2 separate regions of the Sus scrofa genome follow, and region 2 is linked to region 1. Evidence: chromatin contacts called from public HiChIP or PLAC-seq data. All regions are on one chromosome and are shown on one strand. The core of a region is the stretch at or near the end of the contact, and the rest is flanking DNA. Distances in the headings are between cores, read along the strand shown.

Region 1 (3,322 bases), core at 461-2,960:
ATGCAGCCTTGCCTTGAGGGATAGTGACAACAGGCTGAATTTCCCCTTCTTGCTCAATGGGTCACATATTTTGACAACAGCATCTTCTCAGTAATGAGAAATCAATTCTAATTTCCCCTATTTACTTAATAAAAATATAGGCTGCTTATTGATAGGACTGTCACTTTGTGTGTGTGTGTGTGCGTGTGCGTGATCCAGAATGCTGAAGTTTGAGGGATAGAAAGACACATAGAGAAACAGATTTTACTGGGGGGGGGGGAATCTATAGCGGTAATGCAGCTACCCTAATTTGAATGGAACAAAGCCATCTTGTACTTCTTGTTCTTTTCAAGTGCCTTTCTGGCAGACCTGAGTTCTCACAGTCCTGGAGAATCATTAGAGAAAACTTTGCGATTGTTTTAGAACTTTAAAACCTTTGCTAGATTTGCCTCTAAATATCACAGAGGTCCTTGTAGAAGAGGATGTGAGGATATCTTGTTAAGTCAGCTATCAGCTCCATAGCCAGACTTTTAAGACAAAAGTTAACAACGAAAACTTATTTTAGTTCCTCAAATGAAGGAAGGAAGAAAAGCACTTTGTTCCTGATTCATAAAAAATGTTGTTTAAATATAAAGAAAACTTTAATTTGTGGGTGGATATAAACAGTGTTACTGCGTCTTTAACTTGTATTCATATTCTCAACCAAGAATATGGAAAATGTATGTCTATATGTATATATTTAGTTCCAAACTTAGCATTTAAAGGCAGTCTTTGCACGTTATTTATATCTTTTTAAATTGAATATAATATTTATTCAGATTTTTTTTTTCTTATTCAATCTTCAATGAAGAAAAATACCATTTTCTTCCTGGGGAAGCAGAGATTTCACAATGACTTTAATAAAATCAGTTTCACCACTAGATATAGAATATTTCCCTAAGGGTCACAGAAAGCTGAAGTTGATTTTTGTCTTCATCAAAGCAGACAAGTTGCTAAAGGAAAGAATAGGTATGAGAATACTTCCCACTAACTGAACCAGGAGAGAGGAATGAATGAGATGAACTTTACATACTCACACACAGAGTCCTTTTCTCCTCCTCTATCTCTTGCTCTGCTGTCTCCTCCACACCATCCACTATTGCAGACACACTAAGTTACCACAGCTCTGATGAGAAATACTGAAACTTGAAGATAAAAAAATTTGAAACATGCAAACATAGTATTATTCAACATCTTTGCAGATGATTTTATTACCTTAAGGCTTCATGGTTTCTTTGTCTCCTCTCTCTTTTTCACTTATCTGCGTGCATTTAGCTATGGGCTTGGATCTCTCTCGCACACATTCACCTAGAGAGGCATACACATGGATACCTGGTGTGGATGTCTTACTGAAGTGAGTAAAGTGAAAGGCCTGGATCCATTAAATCAATATCGTTTCCTGATATCGAAAATAAACAATAGGGGAGAGCAATTTAAATGAATATGAGGATTCTACCCAAACCTAGTACACTTGATCCTTGAACCACATGGGTTTGAACTGTATAGGTACACTCGTACTTGGATTTGTTTTTGTTTTTTTTTTTCTTCAGTAAATATGTACTACAGTGCTACACAAGCCACATTGGTTGAATCTGTGGATGCAGAACCTTGGGAAGGGGGACTGTGAAGTTATACTCAGAGTTTTACGGGAAGGAGTTCAGTCTCCCCTAACTCCACATAGGTTAAGGGTCACTGTAATGAGGAGACACATAAGAAGCTTTCTTTTATCACTTCCTCATGCCAAAAACAGAAATGGGAAGTATGGCACATGTGAAAAAAAAATTTTAAATATAATGGTTCCAGTTTCAAATTTCATCCCAATAAATGTAGATATAACAACTTTCATCTAGTTCTTTACTCTGGATACCAAATTCCAAAGATTCAAAGTCTTAAGTTTTTTCTGAATAAAAATATTTTTTCTCCCTTAGGGCTAAGCCCTATGGGTAAGTAAAGAACTTGTAAAACTGGTTTCACCAGCAGACTCTAAAACCTTCATGCCCTATTTACCACATTAGAAGAAAGCAATGTTCTCTTTTTTTCTCATTCTTGTTTTAGCCTGAACACATGGCTTTTTCTGAAGCCGTGCCAGGTTCAGGTCAGATACTGTTAGGGCAGTACGACTGTGGGTTACTGCATACACTTGCCCCATGGTTTCACCTGTGAGAGACTCTTAAAGTTTCTATCTGACCCTGTTTTCAAGTGAAGGTGTCTGTGTGAGCACTTCTGGAAGATATTAAGTAGTTGCATCATCAACAAGTGTTGGTGATGCTTATCTCTCTATTTCTCTGGATTCTAGCATCAAGACTTTTTGAGATGACCCACTAAGATAAAATCTAAGTGACAAGAGTTACAGAAAAAAAGGACACAATTTGATTGGAAAAGACTTAAAATGTGGAGGTTGCTTTCTGCAATATGTGTCCTTGGTGACTATTTGGGGGGTTTTTTGTTTGTTTTTTGTTTTTTGTCTTTTTAGAGTCATACCCGCAGCATATGGGTGTTCCCAAGTTAGAGGTCTAATCGGAGCTGTTGCTGCCAGCCTACACCACAGCCACAGCAACACCAGATCCGAGCCTCTTCTGCAACCTACACCACAGCTCACGGCAATGCCAGATCCTTAACCCACTGAGCGAGGCCAGGGATCGAACCCGCAACCTCATGGTTCCTAGTCAGATTTGTTTCCCTGTGCCAAGACAGGAACTCCCAGGGTGACTGTTCTTACAGTGATTATTTTGGTCTCCTGGCTAAATTCTTGGTGTTTGACTCACTGTAGTGAATAGCGAATCAAACACAAAGAATTTAGAATTCATTAGCTGGTGCTAGCTAATGAGCTGAGAATATTCAATAAAGACTTTGTGTAAGGACTTCCTGTTGTGGCTCAGCAGGTTAAGAACCTGACAGAGTCTCCATGAGAATGAGGGTTCAATCCCTGGCCTCACTCAGTGTATTAAGAATCAGGCATTGCCGAAAGCTGAGCCGTGTAGGTCACAACCATAAAAATAACTTGAGGAAAGATTAAATGATTGTCTTAAAAAAAATTTATGTAAGAAAAAAAGGGAGGGTGTCCTCGTTCAATTTTTAAAATGTTTTTAATCTACTCTTATTTCTGAGGAAGTGAAGACATCTCTGTAGTTCAACCCTTGCCTCCACACTTCCTCCTCCACCCTTGGCCTACCTCTCTTTCATTCTTCTCTCCTGTCTCCTAAGCTTCTGCCTTGCCATCAAATAGATGACAGAAAGGAGGCACACAGTCAGGGCTTGATACTTTTCAGTCTCATCATCAGCCGCAACTTAAATGCTCTTAAAA
Region 2 (3,329 bases), core at 218-2,717, 140 kb after region 1:
ATAAATGCTTGCTTAATTACTAGAGATCTGCAGAACTCTCTCACGAGATAGCCTCATGGGTCACAGAGGCCAACATTCGCCATGACTGGCCAAAAGTGCAATGAGAAAAGCCTAATTAATCTTAAAGAGCAAAATTTCTTTGCCTAATAAATAATTTTTTATATTTATTACATTGTACTTTATCTGACAAAATTATAATTCAGTTTTCTCAACTACCTTACATTATAGCTAGGACACATTTTATCAAATAATATCTACTTCTTGGACAATTTTTAAAAGCTTTTAAATAAATTAGAAATAGTGTTCTAAATCAAATTTTCTACCAACGTATTTCGTGAGTACGTATAATATGAAGGGTACTTCACAAGGTACTTCTCAGCATTTTATGTGATACACATAGACTGAAAATCTTAGCTGTGTGTAGCATTCTGTTAAATACAAATAAGTGCAATAATCTGGTGAAAAGACATCTTGGACTCATTCCTTTTCAAAAGAAAAGCCACAGCATCCCGATAAACTCACCTAGAATATACTGTACTGATCTTTCTCCTGACCTGGATCACCACTGAATGATATGCCTGAGCATTAACTATCGGCTGCACAAGACTGACGAAGCTGGGGGAGGATAACCTATTTATTAATAACACGTCTTTAGTCTTTAGAAGGATAACTAACCACATCATGTTCAGAGGAAAGAGACATGCACTAAATCCATTATCAATGGATTCTGTGGTGTATTTCTTTTTTTAATGTCTATTTTTAATAAAACATAGAGCTTCAAAATTCAGGCACTAACTCAAAGAATAAATATATTTAATATGCAATTTTTGAAACTAAAATACAGTGGGCATTAATATGTAATTTTTGAAACTAAAATACAGTGGGCATTACATCAATGTATAAATGCTTCTTTGAATACTCTCTTAAAATTTATTCCAGTCTTTTGCCATATTTGTTCAATGGAACACAAAATATCCACTCCCCTCCCAAAATAAACTTTGTTTCCACATTTTGTATTCTCTCCTTGTTGTTTTCTGAATGTATGTATTAAAAAAGCCATTTCCTGTTATTAATGGCCAAAGTAATCCTTTAAAAATATATATACTGATCTGTCTTCAAGAACTATTTATATACATGTTTATCTGACATCTCAAATTTAATATGGGAATAACTGAGTCCCTGTTCTTGCAAATCTCAAATAAATCAACTCCATTCTTTTAATTGTTCAGGTCCAAAATCCTGGTTGCCATCCTAGATGCCTCTCCTCCTCTCATATCCAATTCTTCAGCACATGCTGTGGGCTTTGCCTTAGAAATATCCAGAATCCTACTACTTGTTGCTGCTCCCGTTCACGTCACCATCATTTCTCCTCAATTATTACAACAGCTTCCTAACCTAGACTTCTCTGCCTGTTAGGTCCATTTGACACAACTGTCAAAGTGATTCTGTGCCAATATTACAGAGACATTGTAAAAAACTGTCTGGTGGCTTCTTCCCCCTCTGACCTCACTTCCTGTGACCCTGCCTTATTGACCCCACTCCAGCCACAGGGTCTTGGACTAGAATACTCTTCTCCCCAGCGAGCTGCATCACCAGCTCCACACCAACTAAGCCTTTACTCAAGGCACCTTCTAGATGAGACCTTCCCAGGACATAATCTGAAATTTCATGCACAGCCTAACCCAGAATTGCCATGCTCCAATCTTTGTTTTAATTTTTATTTAGCACTTGCTAATAAGATATCATCAAATTGAACTTTATATTTTTGTTTCTCTCACCAATAAAGTGTAAGGTTCTTCTCTCTCGGTTACTGCTCTATCCTCAGGGCCAAGATGAACTGGAATACAGTAGGCATGCATTAAACATATATTGAATCAATCAAGGCACAACTGACCTATATTTTGTGATCTCATAAGAAAACTTACAGCAATTAACAAAACCGTGAACTCCCTTAGCTGTGTCAGTTACGTGGCGACCTTCTGAAAGACAAACCTCCCTCTTTCTTACTTGATGGCAGAATGTTCATGCTTTTTATACCCTTAGGAGGTGAATGTCCATTAGGTCAAAACACTTAAGACAAATAATGTTTATTTGGCCAGAAAGGGGTTTAGGCACAGGCATATGATGAAATTAAAGCCAATGAAGTCTAGTAGAAAATGTTTTCCCCACTTAAAAAAAAAAAAAAAAAAAAAAAAGCATGGAAAAATAGCTATCTTACAATCACAAAGTGACATTGTCAAAACACTCGGATGGCAGAGAATATGGAAAATACTGTATGGGTCCTTGATAACATCATTATGACAATTAATTAACCACCAGTACTCTAAATTCCCTGTTGGGTGAGATACACTCTTTATTGATATACTCTTTATTGTTTAAGCTATTTTAGTAATGCTTTCTATTACTTATATCTTGATAACACAGGAACATTTTTCAAATATTCAGTTTCACGAAATGTGTTAAGTCAAATTAAAATGAAGATAGATGTCCGGTGGTTTCCCCTTTTTCTATCCTGAATGCTTAGAGAACACATCATATGACAATAAACAAGATCTTTCAATGTGATCAGTTTTTCTCATAGGAATAACTATACAAACACTGCGTTTGTTCTTAACTAAGAACTGAAAATAAATATATGACCAAAGCCAAGGCATTCCAAACACAGAGCTTCAAAATACTTCAAATAATAAAATGATATGCCTAACAAGATTCTGCAAAATGATCGGTAGTCACCCAAAGAAGGAGAGAGAGAAAATTAGGTGGTAAGAAGGGAGGTGGGGAGGTTTTCAAGGTCAAATCAAATCAGATGGAGATGTAAGTAAAATAATTCTGTTTGCTTTGTGTGGGTACAAGGCAGTTGTGGGACACTCCATTCCTCCCATTCATCGGGACGGACTGGAAGGGAAGGGGGTTGGGAGTCAGTAATGGTTTGAGTCCAAGGGCTAAGAGTCATCATGTTTTGATTTTTAACTATAAGCTAATCCATTAGTCCGTAACAAAGTCAAAACTATTTGAAACTTAACTCTTCATGTTCTCAATATAACAACCTACGAAACCACAGTGCCTTTTTATAAAAGTCTTTTACAGTGAAAATTCCTATAAAGTCAAGTCCCTCTGCCATTAAACATTTACTTCAGAACTAGTGGAACCAAAACAGAGGATATAAAAAACTAACTTTATATAGGATAAACTTTTCCCTATTCTTAATATAATACCTATAGTATATAATAACTATATGGTTAGCAATCTTTTATTAGTTGTCATTTTGATGAATTGCAGCTCTTTAAAAAAATTATAGAAAGCTGTTGAGAAAAGTAGAGATTTCTTTT

The links. HiChIP or PLAC-seq counts read pairs in DNA pulled down with a chosen protein or histone mark.
Region 2: a contact with region 1 is called in an H3K27ac HiChIP or PLAC-seq map of alveolar macrophages. The contact joins two enhancer-like sites. A contact is called at or near these places in 1 of 47 Hi-C or Micro-C datasets (liver) and 1 of 2 datasets of contacts at active chromatin or transcription factors (alveolar macrophages).

What each region holds. Positions count from the first base shown.
Region 1 is chr13:179,743,646-179,746,967 of Sscrofa11.1, forward strand. No RefSeq gene overlaps it. Among named protein-coding and RNA genes, the nearest start is that of NRIP1, 170 kb to the right of the region's middle. Within about 2 kb of position 1,711, at least 6 of the 83 cell types and tissues checked have an H3K27ac peak or open chromatin away from gene starts, as enhancers often do. A contact at or near this core is called in alveolar macrophages, where this site is marked.
Region 2 is chr13:179,882,739-179,886,067 of Sscrofa11.1, forward strand. All of the region lies in intron 2 of NRIP1 (nuclear receptor-interacting protein 1), which reads right to left. Among named protein-coding and RNA genes, the nearest start is that of NRIP1, 32 kb to the right of the region's middle. Within about 2 kb of position 1,468, at least 1 of the 83 cell types and tissues checked has an H3K27ac peak or open chromatin away from gene starts, as enhancers often do. A contact at or near this core is called in alveolar macrophages, where this site is marked.